Linked DNA regions of Arachis hypogaea: region 2 is linked to region 1. The links are chromatin contacts, called in public Hi-C maps. All regions are on one chromosome and are shown on one strand. Each heading gives the region's core, a stretch centred on a gene start, on an enhancer-like site or on the middle of the called end of the contact. The rest is flanking DNA. Distances are from core to core; before and after follow the strand shown. Region 1 has its middle 3.9 kb from the start of LOC140182673. Region 2 holds the start of LOC112783942 (leucine-rich repeat receptor protein kinase HPCA1).

Evidence for each region. A called contact is a pair of places that touch in the nucleus more often than the background predicts.
Region 2: a Hi-C map of leaf shows a contact between it and region 1, with 2.0 times the contacts expected there. The contact joins the promoter of LOC112783942 here to the enhancer-like site in region 1. A contact is called at or near these places in 3 of 8 Hi-C or Micro-C datasets (leaf and an unstated tissue).

The regions. Positions count from the first base shown.
Region 1 is chr20:73,109,555-73,114,677 of arahy.Tifrunner.gnm2.J5K5, reverse strand. It overlaps the pseudogene LOC112786824. Among protein-coding and RNA genes, the nearest start is that of LOC140182673, 3.9 kb to the right of the region's middle. Within about 2 kb of position 2,172, at least 1 of the 3 cell types and tissues checked has open chromatin away from gene starts, as enhancers often do.
Region 2 is chr20:73,230,023-73,235,145 of arahy.Tifrunner.gnm2.J5K5, reverse strand. It overlaps LOC112783942 (leucine-rich repeat receptor protein kinase HPCA1), which reads left to right and starts at 3,053. Exons shown (of 13, transcript XR_011878514.1): 1 at 3,053-3,409; 2 at 3,532-3,593; 3 at 3,679-4,064; 4 at 4,198-4,336.

The DNA of each region.
Region 1 (5,123 bases), core at 923-3,422:
ATAATAGATTATACGAAGAGAAAATATGAAAAATAAAGACAAAAATTATAAGGCTATAGAAAGTCTCATCCAAGTTTGACAAGAGTAAGACGGCTTACATAGAAATAGTTCTAATAGATGATAAGATTAATTTATTCATTTACTAAATTTTTTCAAGTAATGCTAAGTTCAATTTATAAATAGAGTTTAATTTCGATGCACTGATAGTGTAACACAGTTGTGCAATCACATACGTTTTTTTGGATGACCACTCACACGGTCAATGTGAAAGGTATTTATTTTTATTGATGTGTCATTACGTAATTAGATGCATGTGTAAAACTACTTTACACCGTCAGTGCATCAAAATTAATTCTTATAAATATTTGTAGTTCATATTTTAAGTTAATTTTATAAGTACACCATTTCACAAGTCAAAGACAATTTTTTTTAATAGCTTTGTAAATGCTAATAGCTTTTATATTTAATTTATTTTGTAGTATGATAAAATTTATTATTCAATCAAGAATTATTTGATAAAAATATTTGAGAATGAATTAGTAGAAAGGAAGGTCTATGTCTTCTCAAATTTTGAGATTGAGAAATCAAGCGGAATATATCTTCTGACTGTACACACATACAAAATATCTTTTAAGAAGGAGTCACGATAGTACACACCGTCGATGATCGTAAAATTTCAGATAATCATTTTAATTTGCTTGCCCATACTGATATATTGAAACAAACAAATGAATGATTCTACTTATTTGGTACGTAATTAATTTATATTAACTCACACACAATTATTTTCCTTTTGATTTTCAATTTTGCCAAAAAATTGTATAATAGCATCATTTTATTGACAACAAAAATTTTAACAGTTTATTTATGAAAATATTTGAAATTGTATTGTGACTTTTTTTAAAGGATATCCTTTTATTAATATACTATTGTTAATTTTATCGTTTAACATAAAATAAATCAGTCAATTTTCTTTATTTTATATACGTACGAAGTTATAATTTCTTATATTATTCACTCATTTATTCTTAATTTGTTACTTTTAATTCAATTATTTTTTGTTCAATTAAATGTTATTAGACTCTTGACGGGAAAAGAAAAACTTATATCATGGTCAAAAATAGAGAAAAGTGATCAGTACATTATGATTGATGATCTTCATGATTTGCAGTATGTAAAATTTTAATATTTTAATATGAATATTTCTTTTGGTAATAATTATGTGTTGTGTTGCAATTTTTTTTCTTTATGTATTACTACTTACTTTCGTAATTCTCACTTTCATTCAAAAATGAGAAAAAATAAGATGTACACTATGAGATCAATTTACAATCTAATTACTTGATCATTTATGTGATCACCGAGCAGCCGAATACATAATTTATTCTCTAATTTATAAAATTTAACAAAGACATTGGTAAACATATTGGTTTTGCATTTATTTATATATTTTATTTATTTATGTTATATTTGTAATTATATTATATCTATTTTTATCAATATATTTTTTTTAAAAAAATACCGTTAGTGTTAGCACATGGTGTATTAAATAAATTAAATGATAGAAATACGTAACTATTTTCTTTTTCAGTCAAAATTAAGTAAAATACTGTAATTTAGACTTGCAATATCAATATATTAATAGTAAAATGGAAAAAAAAATGTAATATTATATCAAAGAAATTTTTTTAAATCATAATTATAATTTATGATTGAAATCATAATTTAAATATTTTAAACGGCATAATTTTATTTAGAGAATTCATAATTCAAACATAATTTTTATATACTTAATAGCTACATTCGAGTTAATATATTTAATATTATATTTAAAAAACATGAACAATACACATCATATTATTTATTTATTAATTAAATTATTATAATTTAAATTAATTTTAATAGAATAATTTAAAATTATAATTTTAATTTTATCACGTGTATGGTACGGGTTATTACACTTGTTATACATGAAGTTTGAGTGTTGAGCGAACTTCTCTTCAGAAAAAATTGGATTATGGAAATTAAAGATAGAATAATTTTTTTTAAATTAAAGATTTTTTTTATTTGAGTTTAGAAAAAGAATCCGAAAAGTCTATCTAATGTATTGACGTGGGTTTTTGATTGAGCATTAGGTGAGTATATATATATATATATATATATAGCGAAAAGGATAGATTGATTATTGATTGGCGCGTGACACATGAAATGAGCGTGATTTACGTTAGATTCTATAGTATAAAAATAAAAATAGAAGACAAATAAATCTCTTGTCAAACTAAAATACAAGTAAATATCTGACTTAAATAAATAGAAGACACAGATTTTTCTATCAGATGGTTTGAATTCAGTACACAGAAATCCATATATCCCTATTTACAAAAGTTAAAAAATTCATTTGTAGATGAAAGATAAAAGATTTATTTTTCATTTTCTTTAAAATATTATATCACGGCTCGATAACAACCAGAACGTATTGATCCATTAAATTAAATAATTTCAAACGGATACGAAAATTTATTTTCATGCTAATTTTAAGTTTAGAAATGCTAATTATTCTTTAATTTTCAATTTTTAGTGAACTTTTTTAAAGATTTATTGTTATTTAATTTAAATATTCACTTTTACGTATCAATTATTTAAAAAATTTAAAAAATATTTATTTTTTATTTTCTCTCTCCTCTAAAAATGGAATAAAAGATAATATTAAAAAGATATATAGATACTGGTTTAAGTTATATGAGCCGAAACAAATCTTGTTATATTGTCATGATGTACACTGTAGTATGCTCAAATGCATGTGAAAACCACATTAGTGATGTGATATTTAATCATTGTCAAAAATTATAAGCGAGGTTAATATGCATGCAAAATGGCCAAAAAATATATACAAGTATAAAATAAATGGAACATATTAATCTTACAAGGTGCAATCACAGGGAGAATTACAACATCTACTTTAACAGAACAAGGCAAAGGAAGTATAACCCACAAAATTTAGGGTGAAGAAGAAGGGTGTTAACGTAATTTTCCAAACTTAGTAAGGTTTACTGTATAAACCAAACAAGGATTTCTCCCTCTCTTCTACTCTTTTCAGCTTCTCTTGCCTTAAGAGCTGCTTTCTCTTCTTCAGAGATAACTTTGGCTTTGGACTTCTCTTCAGCTCTCTTTCTCTTGCCGACAGTAAGAGATGAATAGGCATCTTTCACATTTTTTCTGGGATTCAAAGAAGAACTAACAACTTGCCCCGGTGAAAGTTCATTTTGAGATTTATTTTCAGTTTTCTTTTCAACTGATTTTGATTGTGAAGTTGACAAAGAGTTTGAATTTGGTCCACTTATCCTAGCATTTGACGAAAACTGAGGTGAGGCATATGCTTCTTCTTGAGTCACCCACTTCCCTGTTGAAATTTCCTTGAGTAAAGATCCCATCCATAACTAATAGGGTAAATTACATTGAAGGCGATATTGCAGACGACACCCTTTCGTTTTAAATAATCTACGATATTGACTTATAGATATAGTGTGTAATGTCACTTAATCACAGACGAAATCAAATAATCAATATAATATTACTTCATATAGTAAAATGAGAGAAGGAGAAGAATAAGGCCCAAACCTATAGCATCAGAATAGTAAAACCCTGATTTTGGATCATTGCAAAATCCATTTGTTTTATCGTAGTAGTAACCTGGACTGTCATCAAACTGCCATTCTGCAAATTATGCAGTCAACTTCAGGTATGCATAAAATAGAATTGCATGACAAAATACGCTTGAAACTCGCAATGCATAGTTACATGAGTTGAGTATATAAAGCTAAGTGGATATTTTATCGATGCTTAACAGCAGCAAAAATGTATTTTTTGTTTAAATCTCAACTGAGAACAAATAACGATACACAGTATGAGAAAAGGCAAAGCAGTTCCAAATTTCTCTAAGGGGAAAAAAGGTTAATAGTTATTCGACTAATTTTTCCATTTCATTAATCTTGGTGTGACATGAAAACATATCTAATTTTCGACATTATCTAGGAAGTTTCTTGAAACACAACACAGTACTCTTAATTCTTGAAGGATAGTTAATTTGGTCTTTTATTTATTATCTACAGAGGACTATGTCTCCTCAATCTACCACAGATAGTTGATTGATTATACAAGAAATTGCAAATGTTCAACAGTTTTTATTTCCTTATCTTTTATTTATGGAGTTAATTCTGGGATACCTACAGAATGCTATCAAACTAAGCCAATTAATTATTAATAGACATGTATACAGAAAATAAATAAACAAAAACTCATACTTACAACCTTGGTCATCCAATTCATGAGATTCTCTGGTTTCCCCAAACTTTGCTTTATCCTTTTGATAGCTGCGCTGTGCTTTCTGCAAGAGAGAACACGGATATAACAAAAGTTATACATCTGAGTGTAAATGCATATAAAACATTAGCACTTGTCCAGATATTTCCAAATTCTGTACAACCTATTTTTGAGTTCCTAATCCGTAGTTGCTAAAATTGTATAGTCCCTTTGGAATTTGAAGGCTATTCTGAAATCAGGTCTTATATTTGGACTATAAGCAATAGTATACATGTGGAATTGTGAGTTATGCGTTAGCCATGTGGATCACATAAGATACTGTTTATTATCATAAATCATGGTCGTAGACAAGCTATTAAAACTAAGTTATGAAAATGGTTTTGTATATAATTTTCTAACCCCATCTAATATCTATCTATCGGACAGCCCTCGATCTGATATACTCTTATTACTAAAGAACCGACTAAGGTGATTTTATCATCTTTGTTTTTTAACTTTTTCACAACAAGTGCTATCTCATTTCTTTCAAATGCAATGATTACTAATTCACAAGCAAGCTTTCCAGTGAAACTAGACAAAAGGCATATACATAGAAATAAATCTAAATCATACGCTTCTATATCAGAAGCTAGTATATACTCAAAGGGTTTTCGAAACAGTGAAAGAAAGAGCTAGGTAAGCATCATTTTAATCAATAAGAGAAGTGTAAAAAGATCTTACCGCTTCAATTTGCTCAAGGGCGTGAGCTGTTTCCTTCTGCTCTTTCTCCTTAGCAGCATTCTCCTTTTGCATAACAGCTAGCC
Region 2 (5,123 bases), core at 1,804-4,303, 120 kb before region 1:
ATCTTGTTCATCACAGCAAGAGAGAGAATCCTCTATCTCAGCTTGCCTATCCGTGAGCAGAATCCAACCATCGTCCTCGCTATTTCAATTTCGAAACTCATTTTAATTCAACACAAATAAACATACCCAAAATTCGAACTAATAATTATAGAATTAAACCGAAGGGAATCCTTGACCTTCTATCCAACTCTCTGATGCGACAAGTAAGGGAATCCTCAACCTCAAGCTTGTCCACTGCAACAAGAAAGGGAATCCTCAACCTTAACCTATTTATCACAGCAAGTGAGAGAATCCTCAATCTCAACTCGCCTTTTCGTTAGTGGGATAACACTACCATCCTCACAACATAAATCTTATTGCCTCTTTAATCATAATTCCAATACAAGAGAGAGAATCCTCTACCTCAACTCGCTTATTCATTCATTTCCTCAGTCAATTTCATATTCAATCAGTTTACTACTCATAAGACTTCATCATTAATTTAGTTTCTCACTCGACAATCTCCATCAATATCAATATCACTCTTTTCCACATGTATGTACTCATTTCAAAACCTAGAACAAGAAAGAGAATCCTCGACCTTAACTCGTCTATTCAGTCCCAGATATGGTGCCTGCAATACTTCTCATCATAATCTCGCCAAAATCTTTACTCACGTATACAATGTATAACTCGGAGGGAATCCTCAACCTCCGCAATCCGTCATCGTTCACCAATTGTCAATAACTTAGACTCATCGTTCATTTCACTCATCATCATTATCATTCTCATCATATTCAATCGTAATCAATCTCCATCATCTCTCATTATCATAACCCTTCTCATCTTACTTAATCATAGTTAATTCATCATCATCTCTCCATATCAAAATCATTCTCATCATTTGTAATCAAAACAATCATCATCACTATCTCTCATTATCATACTCATCCTAATCAATGCTAAATCCTCATTTCTGACTTCTCTACTCTCTATTTCACCAGATCTAGACTCATAACAGAACTTGTAGAGGTTTGTAAGGCTAGAAGAATGGTTGAAAGCTTTAAAAATATAATTTCAGCAAAACTGGGGATAATGCATACGCATGCCTTGTCTGCGTACGCATGAGTGTCGGAATTGCCAATAGTGCGTACGCGGACTATAGTTGCGTATGCTGGGGTGTTGGTAGCAACATAGGCTCGCGTACGCGAGAGTCCAAAATTTTCCAAAGTCACGTACACAGCCCACGTCCACGTACACGAAGTACCGGGCAGAGCCCTATACCCACGTCACATGACACATCCATGTACGCATGTTTATCAGTTTTCAGAAAGCTGCTATATTGCAGAAATTCAGTTTTTTACCCCAAACTTTGAAATCTCATAACTTTTTTCACAAAAATTATTTTTCAACCATTCTTGATTGGAAAGATTGTTGAATAAAATTTTATAAAAATCTTTTTTTGTTAAATTTCCAACCCTGAGGATCGAGTTATGGCCCACCGAAGTTGGCTAAAAATCTATTTTCTTACCAAAAACTATGCACTTTCAATTTTATATTAATTCTCAATCTCCTTGCATTTGACACCTAAAACCATATTTCAATACCATTCTCAAATCAAACCATATCTAATCCACACAACACCATATCATCCATTAATTATCTTTCTCGACAATTTTCCAATTCAAACACACCTCAAATATTGAACACAATTTCCAAACATTAATCACTCTAAATTTACTGTCACCATCATAATCATAATCATAATCACACCATTCACAATTACATCAATTCACTTATTTCATACCGTCAAAACTTATCCGGTCTCACCCCTTCACAGCCTCTGGCCCAATCTCTTTCAATACCCAATTCATGATTATTGACAATATCATTATAGTAAATCATCTACAAATTCAATCAATAACATACATTGTATCATAACATTCACATTAAACTAACAACAACCAACCACACCAAAATTCAACAATATCCTTGGTTCATCTAGCCTAGGACTTCATGTCACATTACATAGTATTTAAATAAAACTTAAACCATACCCAAGTTCACACCCAACACTTGGATTTTCCACTCCAACAATACCCAAGTTCCAAACAAGCCACCAAGGTTCACCCAAAAGCTCTGCAAGCCAAATTCAAGCTCCCAATGTGTACCAAAATTAGCCAACAATTCTAATGTAACCAATTCACACATATATCAACTTAGGATTCATAAAATTTGAAAACTACAAGGATTTAGAGGTTTCTTACCTTAACCCATAAAAATTATTGAAATCCAGATATAGCTCATACTAGAGCACTCCTAAACCATTAAAACCATGAAAAACTCAATACCCCAAAGCCAAAAATGCGAATTATGTTAGGGAAGAGAACTGGAGTATGGATTTCGAATTACTCACCACTTTGTTCAATTAAAATTGAAGAGGATGGTCTGGGCTTTACGTGACTACAAACGGCTTGTCAATCGGTGCTCCGGATCAAAAGTTACGGAGGATTGAAGTTTATGGAGTTAGGGTTTGTGTTATTCTTCCTCACTCTCTTCTCATTTCAGCATGGAACACAATGAAAGTGGGATGAAAGATGCTTAAATGGCTTTAGTTGAAGCCTTATATAGGTGGGCTTGGGTCCACTTGGGCCCGGTTCACTCGATTTAGCCCGTTGGCCCAAATTTAGGTCAAAACCTTTAAGATTAGTGTTTAATTCGTGTTCTAATTATTTTTACCTCATCAAATAATAAATTTTAATTTCTTTACCCTTGTCACTCATAATTAATTGTCTCACTCACACACTACTAGAAAACTAGTTATTACAGACGGATATTTCCGACGGATTTTATCCCACGAAAATACAGACAGAATTTCAGAGGGATTTTTTTGTCGAAAAACAAAAACAATGAATTAGCATAAATTACAGACAAAAAATAAAATTCGTCGATAATTCTGTCGGTAAAATTAATTTTTTTCGTGGGAAATGATTACAGACAAAAAATCCGTCTATAATTAAATAGACGAAACGCGGTATTCTATTAAATTATTATTGACGAAAAATCCGTCTGTAATTTAAAATTTTTCGTCGGAAATATTGAATTAAGACCAAATGAAACACGAGCTTCTTCCAGCTTCTTCTAAATGAAACACGGCTTCTTCTTCTTCTCTCCGTAGCACAAGCTACTTCTTCTCTCCGTGGCTGCTACTTCTGCTTCTTCCACCGCTGCCGCCATTGCGTCGCACAATCTCTCTCTGTCATCCCTTGCGTCGCACGAGATCCCTCCGCCGCTGCTCTTGTCGCATCTACTCCCATCGTCGCAGAGCTCTCTCTGCCGCCGCTCTCATCGCATCTGCTCCCTCTGGCTCCTCTTCCATTTAATCTCAACTCGTTCTCTCAGTTCTTCTTGTAACCATATTAAATTTTAGGTATATATATATATATCCTGATTTTGTGATTCTGTTCTTCGTGATAAATTTTAGGGCTCAATTTTTCTGTGCCAAATTTAGGTTTATCATACTCTACTTTTGTGCTTTGTTTGAATCTGCAGGTTTACTCTAATTTTGATGAATTATTTTCTGCAATTGAAGCTTTTTTGACTTAAAATTCATGGTAGGCCATTGCTTTCTATAGTTTTTAACTTTCATAGTTTGATATTGATTTTGATGACGTTGGCTCATGGCAAACTAATGTCCAGAGAGCAGCAACTGGAAGGAGACTATCGAGAGCTTCACTCGCGATTGAGGACTCACTTGAAAATTATAGCATTTTATGGTGGAGAGATGAGAGAAAAAGCCCATATTCAACAGAAGTTTAAGACCTTGGTTAGGCATTTGAGTAGTGTCCTACATGACCATTGGTGGTTTGTCATGATTCAGGACTTTTTATTGAAGTATCTTGGTGCTACAGTTGCTATTATTCTGATAATTGAGCCTTTCTTTTCTGGCCATCTAAGGTCTGACAGTTCAACTTTAGGGGTGCAGAGATGCTAAGCAATCTAAGATATCATACTAGTGTTATTGTTTCCCTATTTCAGTCACTGGAAACTCTTTTTATTAGTGCAAAACGGCTCAATCGACTCAGGTATATTAAATCTATCATTTATCCTTTTTTGAAGTTGATATCGGTTTTTATTCTTGGTATGTAGGCATATGTTATATACAAATCCTTGCAAAGTTCAAGCCTATATATTCTAAGTAAACTATATATTTTATAGTGGTTATGCTTATCGCATTCATGAGTTAATGGCTGCATCAAGGGAGCTAAGCCTGGAGAATGAGAAATCTTCACTCCAAAGCAGAGGAAGTAGAAGTTTCATAAGTGAAGCTAACTACATTGAATTCTCTGGTGTCAAGGCAAGTGATTTCAATGAACCATCTATACACCTGAACTTGTCATTATGATTTTGTTATTATTTTGATATTGATGCTGCTCCCAAAATTCAGGTTGTAACTCCCACTGGTAATGTCTTAGTGGATGACTTGACTCTTAGGGTTGAGTCATCTTCTGTATTCATCAGTAGTTTTGTATCAATCTATCTGTCTTATTTTAATGTTTCTTTTAAAAAGGAGAATCAGATTCACTTAGAAAGTTCCCTTCTAAATCTTGTCCTTTAAGATACGGAACTACAAAAATTCAAGAAGATGCCCTCACTCTGTTTCAAGCTGCATTACGTGAATATATGCTAATTAAATCCTACTTACATATCATTCACAGTTTTATATATATGACAAAGAAAACCATGATTATTTAGTTATTTACTCACATTAAAGCCCTATTATAATATTTAACTTATATCCATCTTATTTCTATAAAAGAAAATTAAAAATGCATATCTTGGCATTTATCTACATCCATATTAGTAACGGTATTTAATATGAAATATAATTTGCTGTACGCCTAATAGCTTGGTCTATATACATGTATGATAATAACATTTTTGTGTATTACATGTGAATTTATTATGTTCTGTGACTTGTATACTGAACAAACAAAAGGATCCAATAGAAAGTGCTTAAAAAAACAACTAAATGTTTGCACTCTTCCTCCTTTTAGGATTTATTATTTTAGGCTACGAAGCTATATCTATCAATCTTTCTGTGCCAAATAATGATAAAATCTTAATTTGTGATGATGAAAAAT